4 separate regions of the Mus musculus genome follow, and all the other regions are linked to region 1. The links are chromatin contacts, called in public Hi-C and HiChIP or PLAC-seq maps. All regions are on one chromosome and are shown on one strand. The core of a region is the stretch at or near the end of the contact, and the rest is flanking DNA. Distances in the headings are between cores, read along the strand shown. Region 1 holds the start of Krt5 (keratin 5). Region 2 holds the start of Krt80 (keratin 80). Region 3 has its middle 23 kb from the start of Krt78. Region 4 has its middle 18 kb from the start of Gm52200.

Region 1 (3,349 bases), core at 100-2,599:
AGCTTGGGATGGACACTGGCTAAAATCTAACCAGCGTCCTTTCTTTCATAAGTCGCTACAGGTGAAGCTTTGCAGAAGAGTCGTCTGGAAGCTCTCACTCATTGGAGTAACCAGCAGGCTGCTGTGCCAGCTGCCTGGTCCCCCCAACTTGCTCTGTCTAGTTTGTCTGGCAGTTAGCTCACGGATTTAAAATTCCATTTTCCATGCCTTTGGCCCTGAAGGAGGCTTTGGGCCAGAGATAGAGGAAACACAGCAGTTCCCGCTGCTTGGAACAGGGTGGTTCCCCGTTATAACAGGCCGGCCAATTCTCAACATGTTCCTGCTGAGATTAGAAGCTCCTGCAGGTATGTGTTTGCGGCGGCCTTCAGCCTGTATCAACAGATACAGTGACTCACGTCTTCCCTGGTGGAATAACTGAGAACTTGCTGGAACACAGCTTGGGGGGCACCGGGGAGGCTGGCAGAGCAGTCCAGAGAGTCAAGACTTTTTTGTAAAGGATTACATGGGATCCCTGGCTTAATAAGCCCCTACACAGGCCTCCCCAGGACAAAGAAACATCAAAGCAAGACAAAACGCTGAATTAGGAGGGACTGTGAAGGGCTGGACCTGGCCTTAAAGTGAATAGTGTACAGCCTGGGTCAGGAGACCCACATCCTCTGTTTTGTTTGTTTGTTTGTTTTTTTCTTAAGCCTGGGGCTTAAGGGAGCCTTTCTGGTCTGAATCTTGCCCAGTGATGTCTTGGGTGAATGGACCACTCTTAAAGAAAGCGTTGCACAGCGAAGGACTCAATTCTACTCCTCTCTCTCTGGAATATACCCAAGAAAAGAGGCCGTGGGTCACCTTGCCAAGAGCTCAGGTCTCTGCAGCACCCACCACACAGCCCAGCATGAGAAGAACAGGTCATTGTCAAGTGGGTGACCTGCTCTGCCCACAGTTGGACAGGAGCCCCACAGATGGACAGAAACCCCAAAGCTGGGCTGGCAAAGCAACATGAACCAGACTGATCATGTCACTGATTCTTGCTAATGTTCGCTAGGACAGTGGCCAGAGACAAATAGCCCTTATGTCCTGGCATCCTTCTAGGCTACACACAAAGCCCAGATCTGGGGTGACGAGAGAACCCCCCCAACACACTGCCAGGACACCAGCTCTGTAAGGAAAGGTTATTCCTAACTGAGCAGAGCCTGCTGGGAGCAGCATTTACACCCCACACCACTGTGCAGGTGTGCTGGGTGAGCTCACAGCTGCCCCCCAGGCATGCCCAGCCCACTAATCATTCACAGCTCGACAGCTCCTCTGCCCAACCCACTTCTAAGGGGATAAAAGGGGACCTCAAATCTCCTAAGTTACAGAGCCACCCACAGCGTCCTGTTGAACGCCGCTGACCTCGCCAGCACCTCCCCACCACCAGCGCCCAGTGTTCTTGCTCCTCCAGGAACCATCATGTCTCGCCAGTCCAGTGTGTCCTTCCGAAGTGGGGGCAGCCGCTCTTTCAGCGCCGCCTCTGCCATCACCCCATCTGTCTCTCGTACGAGCTTCAGCTCGGTGTCCCGCAGTGGTGGTGGTGGTGGTGGCAGGATCAGCCTTGGGGGTGCTTGTGGAGCCGGGGGCTATGGCAGCCGGAGCCTGTACAATGTGGGGGGCTCCAAAAGGATATCCTACAGTTCTGGCGGAGGCAGCTTCAGGAACCAATTTGGTGCTGGTGGCTTTGGCTTTGGAGGAGGAGCCGGCAGTGGATTTGGTTTTGGTGGTGGAGCTGGTAGTGGCTTTGGCTTCGGTGGTGGAGCTGGCTTTGGTGGTGGCTATGGGGGAGCTGGCTTCCCGGTGTGCCCACCTGGAGGCATCCAAGAGGTCACCGTTAACCAGAACCTCCTCACCCCTCTGAACCTGCAAATCGACCCCACCATCCAGCGGGTCAGGACTGAGGAGAGGGAGCAGATCAAGACCCTCAACAACAAGTTTGCCTCCTTCATCGACAAGGTGAGACATGTCCTCCCTAGAGCAGCCTGTGTGTCTACAGGGAATGCTGAACAAAGGTGGAGGGAAGAGGCTTCAGTCTCAGCTCTGATACTGCCTGTGTTGCTAGTTGATGCTCTGTCCTGGTTTGTGTTGCTCTTCAGTTAGACTGGCATCTGGAAATCAGAGTCAGAGTTCCTCTCCTCCAGAGGTTGCCCCATAAGGGTGTCTGGTCCCAGTGGACTGAGATGACCTAAGGACTCACATAACAGGATTGCAGGGAGACCTAAGTGTCTATAGAGCAGTCTAAGAGGGTTTTCAGCCCCAGTGAATAATTAGATCACATTTCATCCACCTACTACTGGGCTGGCTGTCCCCTATCTTTCCTAAAAGAATGATGTTAGGAGCATCAGTGCCGATTGTCCCTCACAGGTCACAGGCCAGGTACTGAACACAAGATTTGGTGGGACAGCATGTGACAGGTAGCACACTAGTGAAAATACCACAGAAGCCTCAAACCCAAACCTTCCCCCCCTCCCACTCGGCCCCTCCAGGTGCGGTTCCTGGAGCAGCAGAACAAGGTCCTGGACACCAAGTGGGCCCTGCTGCAGGAGCAGGGCACCAAGACCATAAAGCAGAACCTGGATCCGTTGTTTGAACAGTACATTAACAACCTCCGTAGACAGCTGGACGGGGTTCTGGGGGAGAGGGGCCGCCTGGACTCAGAGCTGAGGAACATGCAGGACCTGGTGGAGGACTACAAGAACAAGTGAGCTGTGATGTGGGGGAAAGAGGCGTCAGGATCTTCATTGTATCAGATATGCCCCATAGCCAGACGGTGGCCTCTGTCTTCTCCACAGGCTAGCAGCATGCGTTACACCACTAAGAATAGCTCCAAGTCTGTCCAGAGAGTCCCAGTCCCAGGCTCAGGTCCCTCTATAAAGCATTTACCCACCCACCCAAGTAGCAGCGTGTGCCCCTAGTGCCACCTGGAACCCTCACCCTCTCAGGCTTTCTTCCCAGTGCCCTCAAAAACACACGGCACTGTGTTTGATAGTTTCTGGGAGTTGATGGCAGAATCCCCCTGCTTGGTGGCTCCAAGAATTCCTTTAGCTGCATAAATCAGATACTGATTAAAGGGGCTGCCAGTGTTTTGTTTCTTGGCTTATGCATTTGACGGTGCTGGAGAGCGAACTCAGGAATGTGTGCATGCTAAGCAAGTGCTCTCCCACAAGCTATACCTCTACTCATGCAGGATTATGGGTGAAACAGGAGAATAGCAATGATGCTGGAATGAGGTTTTGGCAGGCAACTTCAGAAAAGGCAGCATATTATGGGGGCTGGGGGCTTGCCCGGGGCTCAGGGTGTCCCATACTTGTCTGCCTATGAGATG
Region 2 (2,991 bases), core at 341-2,840, 340 kb after region 1:
CACCCTCTGTACTGAGGACAGTGAATTCATTTGGCATATGCCTTAAATGGAGGCAATGGTAAGGACAGAGAGAACACTCAGGCCGTACCAAGCGCAGATGCCACTGGCTGCCCCCTCAGAGCACTCTGGGCTGACCAGGAAGGGTATGCCACTAGATCTGACAGCATGCCATTCAGATACCAGAAGAAGACGGTGGGAGGTTGGGGCGGCCATACCAGACACACCAGGCTGCTGAGTGGGGTACATATAGCATGCCACAGAAGTAGGGCATACATTGTCCTGGGAACCCAATTACCCACGGTAGATCCTGGAATCCAGGATCCAGACAGACTCCTGATGCAGAATTCTGTATCCAAGTGAACCAGAAGTGCCCATTCATGGGAACCAGGCCTGGACCCCAGGCAGGTGTAGGTCATGTGGCTCAACCATCATGCCTGGTTAAAATGTGTGACTGCCTCGGTCCCCTCAAAGGCCGAGTCCCCTTGGTTTTTACAGACACACCCTTCTCTGAGCTCAGGGAGATTATGCTGGACCTAGCAGGGTGGGTAAGAAGAGGCCATCTCTGGATAAGGAAGAGCAGGCCCTGGCTGAGCACTGGGCTGAGAACCTTTGTAGTTTCCAGAAATTCCTTGGGCACCTTGATGCCTGTTTCCGTACCAGATTTTCCATGAAGAAGGTAGAAGCTGTACGGGTAGCCATGGAGGAGGAACGGGAAGAAGAGTGAAGGAGAAGGCAGGGCAAGGAGCTGGACACCTGGAGGCAGAACTACAGCCAATCAGAGACCCTCTTGGCCCCTGGAGCGGGGGGGGGGGGGGGGGGGGGGGAGAGGACTCTGAACCCAGGCCAGCTGTTTGGAGTGGGTCCTCTACTCTGCTTGTGACTGAAATCTTAAGCCCATTTTTCAGATGAGGGTAAAATACAGCCACATAATTGAGGTTTTCTACCAGTGGGAACAACCAAGCTGACTCCGCACGCAACCCAATGTCACGTCACGTTTCAAAAACCAAGAGCTCTAGGCCTCGGTCATGTGCTTCCTGCAGGCCTTGAGTCAGTGGGGTGCACTCGGCTGGTCCTCAGTAAGGGAGAGAGGGCAAGAGGGAATGGGAAATTAGCAGGGGACACTGACAGATGGATAAGATAAATAATAAGGGGGCTGTTTTCCAACAACAGCCTGGCATGGCGCCCAGGGCAGTCATCACCCTTGGAGCTCAGGGCTACACTTGCTTCATCTTTTCCAGAAGTATGCGAGCCCAGATACGTCAGCCTTTCGGTATGCAGCGTGATCTGTGGCTGGCTGCCCGCCTTTCTCCCTGCTCCTTCCTTCAGAACTTCGCCTTCTTGGCACTGACCACCCGGCCCCACCCTGCCCCACCCAGCCAGCCCGGCCGCAGGCCCCCTCCTCAGTCAGGCCCCTCTTGCAGGGGACTGTGACAAGCCCCTTCAACAAGGCAGAGCCCCTGTAGGGCAGACAGAAAGCTGTGGTACGGGGAGGGCGGGAGCCACATCATCTAACTAACAGGTTGGTCTGGCTTGGAGGAGTCCCGCCCTCCTGTAGCTAATGAACACTATGCAACAGGTGTTTTCGCCTCAGTCCCCAGCCGGCCCTGGATGTGACAGGAGGCGGCTGCCAGCCACCAACTCCAAATCTCCCTAGCTCACTGGTGAGCCCTCCGGCTCCCAGGCCCAGGGGGGCCACCATGGCCTACCGCTCCTGCGTCGTTGGCTTCAGCAGCCTCAGCGGCTGTGAGATGACCCCTGCGGGCAGTCCCCAGCCTGGGACCTCAGGATGGGGCAGCTGTGGGCTCCCTGGGCCTGGCTTCAGCTCTCGAAGCCTCACAAGCTGCAGGCCAGCTGGCACCATCCCCAAGGTGACTGTGAACCCCAGCCTGCTGGTGCCTCTGGACCTCAAGGTGGATCCAGCTGTTCAACAGCAGAAGAATCAAGAAAAGGAGGAGATGAAGGCTCTCAATGATAAATTTGCCTCCCTGATTGGCAAGGTGAGCTAAGTGGGAGAGGGCACCAAAACAGAAGGGCCCCAGGCTTTCCAGGTGACCTGGCTGGTGGTTCCCTGAGCATCGGTCATGCCCCGCCCCTGATCCCAGCCAATGGGGATGCAGCATGGCTAAACCTGCAGAGATGGGTTAGGGAAACCTGATACATCCTGGTGTCTGGGGTGAAAGGAACTTCAGGGTGACTCTGCGGGGTACTGGATAAGGGTGCACTACCTGGCTGGGGATGGGAGGGCTCCGTGTACCCCTGTAACAGTCAAGGGGTGCTTCTCGGGATGGCCTATGGAGGTGTGGCCTGCTGACTTCTGCCCAGGTGGGTGGATGGGAGATACTGCTAAGATGCCCTCAAAACCCCAAGCCTCTGTACCAGCATCTCCCTCCCACCCTGCTGGCTTTCCCCATTCATCCGTAGAGCCACTGTTCTGGCAGGTCCAAAGGGGTGGGGGTGGGAGCGGGGGCAGAAGGAGGCTGCCATGGAGTTTGTATGAGTAAAGACGCAACTTTGGCTTGTCAGGAGAAAGGAATGTAGAGGACTGTGTCAGAATCCAGCCAGCAGCCAACAGTTGGCCTGCTTTGCACTCACCTAGGTGGAAGGAACAGGCCCCTAACAACATGGCCCCCACACTTCCTAGACTCACTGCCTGCAGCTAGCCTAGGGCTTCAGGAAGTCCTGTCTACCTTCCAAGCCTGTGCCCACTCAACCACTCCAAGAAGCCTCTGTGAACAATCCTCCCAGCCCTGCTTCCTCCTGTGTCAGAGCCGCACTGACTGAACTACACACTGGTGTGCTAGGCACCACAGGGCACCTCACAGGTTCACCTCAAATCCCCTTAACTGTAAAGAAAGACATCTCATGACTTTGCGCAGAACAGGGAACCCTGGCCAGTCCTTATCTGCCTCTTGGTTTCTGAGTCTGCAAACCCTTGCACATTTCTGGGGTCCTGAGCTGTGGGGGTGTACAGACAGACAGGCAGTGAGAAGA
Region 3 (3,370 bases), core at 130-2,629, 260 kb before region 1:
CATTTTTTGATCTGGGGTTTCTCAGTGAACATGGGGCTTACTAATTATGCTAGGTGGGCTGGTCAGGGGGCTCTAGGAGTCTGCTTGTCTCCTCTTCCCCAAAGCTGAGGTTACACCACACTCTTGCTGTGGCTGGTTTTCATTTGAGGTCTGGAGATCTGAACTCAGGTTCTCATGGTTGCCAGCAAGCAGCAAGCACTTTACCCACCAAGCTCCTTTTTTTTTTTTTGCTTGGTGCCTGCTTCCCCATGTCAGGGTTTCACTTTGTATTCCTAGCCTGGAACCTTCCTAACAGTTCTTAAAACAGCTGTGTGTCCTGTGGAACACGAATGTGTATATTGTACTTGCACATGACCTCTAGACACTGATGTAGTCATGTGTGTGTGTGTGTGTGTGTTTTTCCCCTACACATTGTTGAGCTGAGTTGACTGTGTCCTCCCTAGCTGGAGATTGGGCACACCCTGTCAGCCCCTCCAAAGCCCACATGAACTGATAAATGGCTTCTTTCTGTCCCCTACTCTGTTCCCTCCCTCCGCTTGGACATGAAAACCCTGGGTAAGGCTGACGGTGGTGTCCCTAAGTTTGCTGTAGTGTGATGGGTTGGCTTCAGATTGCCACTAGCTAGGAACCTGTGCAACCAAGGCAGTGAAGGAGCTGTGCTGTCGAGCTTGGTGGCCCTGGGTTCAAGCTAGACTTCCCCTTCTCTTGTTCAGTGTGGCCTGGGACAGTCACCTTCTCTAGCTGAGTTTGACCTCTGTGAGGTGTGCCTGGTTGATTATTCCATTCAGAAGGTAGGATGTTCAAAAATGTACCACAGGGTTTGGTTTTGAGTACCCAGGGCAGTTGAGGGTTCTTTTCCTTCCTAATGATCGCTTGTTGTTGCGCTTTGAGATTACATCAAGACTGCTTTGGAGTCTTGCAGGACTGGCTGGCCATGGGGCTGGAATGAACACCTTGAGCCTAGGTTATGGAATATAATCTGGCACGACCTACAAGTGCCCTGGCCACCCGGCCATGGAGTGGCCACAAAGGAACAACCTGTAGACTCCAGAAAGCCAGCTTGTCCTCTGGGCCTGCCATGGTAATGCCTGCAAACCTCAAGGGGGTAGACAAAGTACTTCTGGTACAAGCACCCTAACACCACCCATTTCAAAGTAACTGAAGCCCCCTTCCCCACTCTCCATAGCCACTGAAACTCCTTAGCCCCCAAGGCTAAGTTATGCTCTCCCCTTCCCCCAGCGGGCAAACTGTTCCAGAGGTCCAGATCCGCCACCCCCACCACCCCTGGGCGGTTCCCTGCTGACTCAGGCTGGCCCGGCTTAGCGGGCGGGCCGGGGTGGGAAGAGGCCGGGCACAGGGCCAGGGCCGGGTGCGGCGGCGGGTGAGTCACCCGGATCGGGCGCGGTGGCGCCGCCCGGCCCCAGCGGCCGTGGGAGCGCTCGGGCACAGCCAATGGGCGGCTGCCACCCGGCTCGCGCCGCCACGCCCCCTGGCTGCAAGCCGCCCAGTTTCCAGCTCCCTGGCCCCCGACGGACCCCCGACCCTGGCAACCTGGGATTTTTGCGGACTTTGCTTCCCCATGGAGGCTGCGGGGAGCAGCGTGGGGCTCAGGAGTTGAGGAGAGAGCAGCTTCTATAGTCCTTCCTGCTGCAAACCCCACTGGTCAGGGCCACACTCCAGGTCCCCAGGAGGCCCTGCCACGCAGGGGGGGCTCTGGGTCTTTACTGTACCCACGCCACCTGCTGGTTAGGGCCACCCCAGGTCCACAAGAGGACCTGCCCCACATGGGGGCTCTGGGTTCTTAAGTGTCCACAACACCTGTGATTAGTGCTACCACACACCTTCAGGAGGCCCTGCCGATCAAGGGGGCTCTGAATCCTTACTGTGCCCATGACACCTGCTGGTTAGGGCCTGCTTCCCCAGGAGGCTCTGCCGCAAATGGGAGCTCTGAGCCCTTACAGTGTCCCTCTGGGTTCTTTCCAGGTAGTGACATTGGGGTACCCAGCACCTTCTCAAAGAGGGCAGACTCCTCTGTTTGCCAGTCTGTGCTGGTTGAACCCTGGCACAGTGTCCTTGGCCAAAGTTTTCTGTTCCCAGACAGCCACACTACCGACTACTTTCTGCTTCAGAAAACAGTCATGGTACTAAGAAGGTCATGTTTCTAAGACTCTAGTGACCCTGGCTCTAGTGGCCAACCTTCTCCAGGCTTTGGCCTTGGCACAACCGATACACACAGGCTCATCAGCACAGAGGCCCAGGCAAGTGTAGATGGCAGGCCTGGATTGTCATATACTCTATACAAGCACAGGAAGAGACAGAAGACTCTCTTTTTCTTTTTTTCTTTCTTTTAAACTGTAAATTACTGTGAAGATAAAGTGTCTGGTAATTTACAAATCCTCAAGAAACAGTAGGTCTGATTCTCTCTCACACAGACACAGCCCCACAAACACACAGCCCATGAAGACACAAACACACGCCCCCACGAAGAACCTCAGACACTGACACATGTTCAGATACACATCAATAGAGATACATTTGCACAGATCTGCAGACACAACTAACCCCCCCTCCCCCAAACCAGGAAAGCAGAAACCCCCACAGCAATCATAAAATCCAGTTTTACTGCCCAGGGTGTGATGGGAACCAGCAGCCAGCTGGGCGGGGGCAGGAGGCCTCAGCGTCTGGGCGGTGCCTGCTTTGCCCTGGCTCCCACTCAGCCCCAGGGTCAGGACGCCTTCATTTTCTGACACGCCCTCCTCTGTCCCCAAGAACAGTCACCCCATCCTTTCTCCACTGTTGCCTAAAAGCAGGACACACCCTCTTGTGACAACTGAGCCCTAGGCTATCCCCCCACCCCCACCCCCAGTGTGTACCCTGCTAGCAGGGCCTGACAGCTTTCTGGGTAGGTTTGGGGTCTGCGGAGGTGCTCTTTCCCTGATAGTCCTCTGGGTTGAGGGTTCAGCTCTGAGGACGTGGCTGCTTAGCCCTCTTCAGCTGGAAGGGAGTAGAGAGGACTCCAGGCCCTGAACAGTTTCCTGGTATCCCCTCTCCGCTTTGCCTTGTGGTCCCTGTCCTCAGCTCTTGAGGCCGCAGGAACTTTAGAGTCAGAGAGAGCTAGGAGGAGGCCCCACGTCTGGGCCTGGGTTAGCACCCGTCTCCTGATGAACTTAGGCCACGTTGGCCTAGCCTTCCACTTAGTATTTCCCCATTGCTCTCATACCCGCCTCCGCCCTGCAGTGAGCATCAGAGTCTTTCAGACTGACCCCCACCTCACCGCCGGCCCCCACCCCACCACCTCACCGAGTCTAGCCCTTCAAGGAAGAGACTCACACTGGGGGTCACACACTGACTCTTTAGGGATAGGGCTGTG
Region 4 (3,011 bases), core at 193-2,692, 380 kb after region 1:
CTACGGCCTGCTCACCCCCTCCCTGTTTGCACAAGCTGCATATGCTAAGACCATAGCTCTGTTGAAGCAAAGCTCTGGGGTCCAAGCACATATCCTCCCAATACCCTATGGCCTATGGCAGAGGAAAGGAGTTCTTTGTCCTGTGTCAAGAGGAAAAGGACCATGGTTCATGTGCTGACACAGAGCCACAGAGCCATCAAGCCAGTCACAAGGTCTATGGGGCTTCAAGGCCACCCCCTGGAGGCTTTATATCAGTCACAACACTCCCAACACACCAGGTCCCAAATGACTTGTCGGAGACCCTCCCCTAATGCTCTGACAGGCATGATGGCATGCCCAGCACCTCTTCATCTGTCCTCTGAAGTAAACGGACCACAAGATAGCCAGTACTACCCTCATTGGTCCATCTCCCTCTATAAATGAGCAAGGCCACCTCACCTTAACTGGGCAACCTCACCTTAACTCTAGGGCACAGCCCTCCTTCGAGGGGTGACATCCCAGAACCATGAGTGTACCCTGCCTGCTCATCTTAAGAGAGAATCTGAAGGCCAGGCAGAGAAAGGGCCTAAGCCACACAGCTTAGAAGCAGTAGAAGCAGGCTGACCAAACCCCATTAGCAGACAAAGGTAGACCTCTCCCTCTGAGCTTTGTTAAGTACACTGCCCAGCTGGTGAAATGGGAGAAAAATGGGGAGAGGGGCCATGTACCCTAAATTCATGGAACTCCCTCTCCTGGAAGGAGCAGCTCTCCAGGGCCAACCTGAGAAATAACAGAGTCCCTTCTGGAACTTCCCAGCAGGTTGGTGGATCAGGGGGAAGCATTATCGCAGCCAGCCATGGATCTGGGTAATGACATTACACCTGCCTACCATGGGAGACAGAAATAGGGAACAGTACTGGCACAGGATCTAGTTCAGGCCCCTACCTGGAGGAACTCCAGCCTCAGTTTACCCAGCTGTCAAATGAAGATAACATTTGTGCTCCCCTCTGGCCACCACACTATGCTACCTAAGATTGCTCTTTAGTTTGAGTCTCTACCTCCAAAGGCCTGGTGGGTGCCTGCCCATAGCCACTCTGGCTCAGCCCTGCAGGCCAAGAGCAGAGAAAAGCAGGGGCCTGGGTAAGCATTCCTCAGGCCCCTCTAGCCTGCTCCCAGCTTCCTTTTAGAGCCTCCAGATAGGAAAGGCCAGACCAGCTTACCAGCACAGACCAAGGTTTCTGTTTCAATACAGTCCAGTTCTCTACCCCCAGCCTGAAAACCACAGCCCACGGAAGGAAGGAGGATTAAGACACTACGAAAGGACCCTTTGTAAGGAGCTGAGCATGGACGGAAGCACAGACAAGCCTTTTTTCTCCTGATTAGCACAACCGCAGCCAGGATCGTGACCCTCTTAACAGGAAGAAACTGAGGCCGGAAATATGGGAGGCTTCAAAAGCAGTAAGGGCATGACTCATGCCTCCAGGATTCCTTCCCATAGAGAAGCCACCAACTAAAACAGTGAGCCAGAGACCCTGACAGAGTCGGGGTGCTAAGCCTCAGGTACCCCTGTGGGGGCATGGCAGAGGGCAGGTCCCGGGGCGGAGCTTGCAACCTCTGTTCCTGTAGACACCTGGTATCCACCTGCGGTGGTCCGCGTGCCTGGGCAGGGAGGCTGCTCAGGGCGGCCCAGACTGGGCAAGATGGGACGGGACAGGACGGGACTGGACGCGACGCGGGCGGTGCCGCCACATCTGAGCACAGCATTCCAGGGCACCGCGCCCGGGACAAGGAAGGAGCTTCCCAAAGCTGAAATGGAACCTCCCCTTGCAGGCTGCTATGGACCTGAGAGTCTCAGCACAAGAAGGAGGATGCTACCTGTACCCCAGTCCCAGAGAGCCTCCCCTGGTCCCACCACCCTCATCAATCACTCATTAGACAGTTCCTGCTGGTCGGGAGGTGGGAAGGATGAATACAGGAGCTTACAAAGGCATTCCTTGACCTCTACCCTCTTACCTGCCAAGGTTCTTAGTCTCCACCCTCACTGCCCCCTACTCACCCACCACACTAGCCACGATGTCTCCACTACCCTACTATGGCTCAGGGAAACCTTTTGCCCAGGAGGCGGCCAGTACTGATCCCTGACCCTCATCCACTTCAAACTCACTAGTGAGGCTCCTCCTTCCCCCACCCTCACACACAACCCTGACAGGTCTTCCCCATAGGTCCTTTGGGTCCTGGCCCTAGACCCTCCAACACCTCTCAGATAAGCAGATCCAAACTCTGTGTGAACAAAGAGAACTTTATAAGCGATCAGCCAGCACCTCAGCCCTGGGCCTTCCCAGTTTCCCATTCACACACACAGAGGTCTACATATTCTCCCATGCATGTGTGCATGGATACACACATACACACACACACACACACACACACCCTTGATATCCCCCAATCCTGTGGCCTTGGTTCTCATGGGTTTCTTACCCCCATCCCCCATCCCTCTACCCCACCCACCCTTCCACCCCCACCTCCCACCCAACCCCCGACATCTGGCAACTGTATTTCAAAATGCTGAGCAATCTAGGCCAGCAAGATGGAGCCTCAAGTCCTAAAGCCCATGGTGGGAGGAAAAAACAACTCCCAAAATGTATCTCCTGAGCTACATACACACACACACTAACAATAACAACAATGATAAATATAATAGAAATCTTTTAATTTAAAAAAGGGAGAGGCTGGGCTGGAGAGATGGCTCAGTGGTTAAGAGCACTGAGTGCTCTTCCGAAGGTCCTGAGTTCAAGTCCCAGCAACCACATGGTGGCTCACAACCATTCGTAATGGGATCTGATGCCCTCTTCTGGTGTGTCTGAAGACAGCTACAGTGTACTTAGATATAATAATAAATAAATAAATCTCTTTTTTTAAGTGGGGAGGAGCTGGAGAGGTACCTCAATGGTTAAAAACATTTGTTGCTCTTACAGAAGACCCATGCCTGGCTCCCAACACCCATATGGTGGCTCATAACTAACTTTAGTTCC

What was found. Hi-C and Micro-C count contacts between places; a contact is called where the count stands out from the background. HiChIP or PLAC-seq counts read pairs in DNA pulled down with a chosen protein or histone mark.
Region 2: an H3K27ac HiChIP or PLAC-seq map of epiblast stem cells shows a contact between it and region 1, with 3 times the contacts expected there. The contact joins the promoter of Krt80 here to the promoter of Krt5 in region 1. A contact is called at or near these places in 8 of 39 promoter capture datasets (cranial neural crest, embryonic stem cells, hippocampal neurons and 4 more), 1 of 484 Hi-C or Micro-C datasets (the HL-1 cell line), 3 of 115 datasets of contacts at active chromatin or transcription factors (embryonic stem cells, epiblast stem cells and pancreatic cancer cells) and 2 of 9 other capture datasets (adipose tissue and liver).
Region 3: a Hi-C map of epidermal suprabasal cells shows a contact between it and region 1, with 5 times the contacts expected there. The contact joins the enhancer-like site here to the promoter of Krt5 in region 1. A contact is called at or near these places in 9 of 39 promoter capture datasets (the 3T3-L1 cell line, the C10 cell line, cranial neural crest and 4 more), 3 of 15 datasets of contacts at CTCF or cohesin (the NIH/3T3 cell line, embryonic stem cells and stem cell-derived epiblast-like cells), 31 of 484 Hi-C or Micro-C datasets (Sertoli cells, embryonic limb bud, embryonic stem cells and 10 more), 11 of 115 datasets of contacts at active chromatin or transcription factors (acute myeloid leukemia, astrocytes, embryonic stem cells and 4 more) and 2 of 9 other capture datasets (embryonic stem cells and pancreatic islet).
Region 4: a contact with region 1 is called in a Hi-C map of epidermal suprabasal cells, with 4 times the contacts expected there. The contact joins the enhancer-like site here to the promoter of Krt5 in region 1. A contact is called at or near these places in 16 of 39 promoter capture datasets (the 3T3-L1 cell line, the C10 cell line, the HPC-7 cell line and 11 more), 2 of 15 datasets of contacts at CTCF or cohesin (CD8 T cells and stem cell-derived epiblast-like cells), 32 of 484 Hi-C or Micro-C datasets (LSK cells, Sertoli cells, adipose-derived mesenchymal stem cells and 19 more), 3 of 115 datasets of contacts at active chromatin or transcription factors (embryonic stem cells and pancreatic cancer cells) and 3 of 9 other capture datasets (adipose tissue, embryonic stem cells and liver).

Annotation. Positions count from the first base shown.
Region 1 is chr15:101,710,905-101,714,253 of GRCm38.p6, reverse strand. It overlaps Krt5 (keratin 5), which reads left to right and starts at 1,349. Exons shown (of 9, transcript NM_027011.3): 1 at 1,349-1,980; 2 at 2,511-2,725. The coding sequence starts at 1,444.
Region 2 is chr15:101,368,761-101,371,751 of GRCm38.p6, reverse strand. Krt80 (keratin 80) reads left to right here and starts at 1,590. Exons shown (of 9, transcript NM_028770.3): 1 at 1,590-1,997. The coding sequence starts at 1,698. The region is part of intron 1 of Gm35853 (a long non-coding RNA gene); the gene reads right to left. It overlaps Mir1941 (microRNA 1941), which reads right to left and starts at 2,400; the gene lies at 2,318-2,400.
Region 3 is chr15:101,975,545-101,978,914 of GRCm38.p6, reverse strand. It overlaps a transcript of Krt78 not described here. Among named protein-coding and RNA genes, the nearest start is that of Krt78, 23 kb to the right of the region's middle. Within about 2 kb of position 1,379, at least 346 of the 459 cell types and tissues checked have an H3K27ac peak or open chromatin away from gene starts, as enhancers often do. A contact at or near this core is called in the NIH/3T3 cell line, Sertoli cells, acute myeloid leukemia and 13 more, where this site is marked.
Region 4 is chr15:101,335,327-101,338,337 of GRCm38.p6, reverse strand. No RefSeq gene overlaps it. Among named protein-coding and RNA genes, the nearest start is that of Gm52200, 18 kb to the right of the region's middle. Within about 2 kb of position 1,442, at least 94 of the 459 cell types and tissues checked have an H3K27ac peak or open chromatin away from gene starts, as enhancers often do. A contact at or near this core is called in the HPC-7 cell line, the SN4741 cell line, adipose tissue and 7 more, where this site is marked.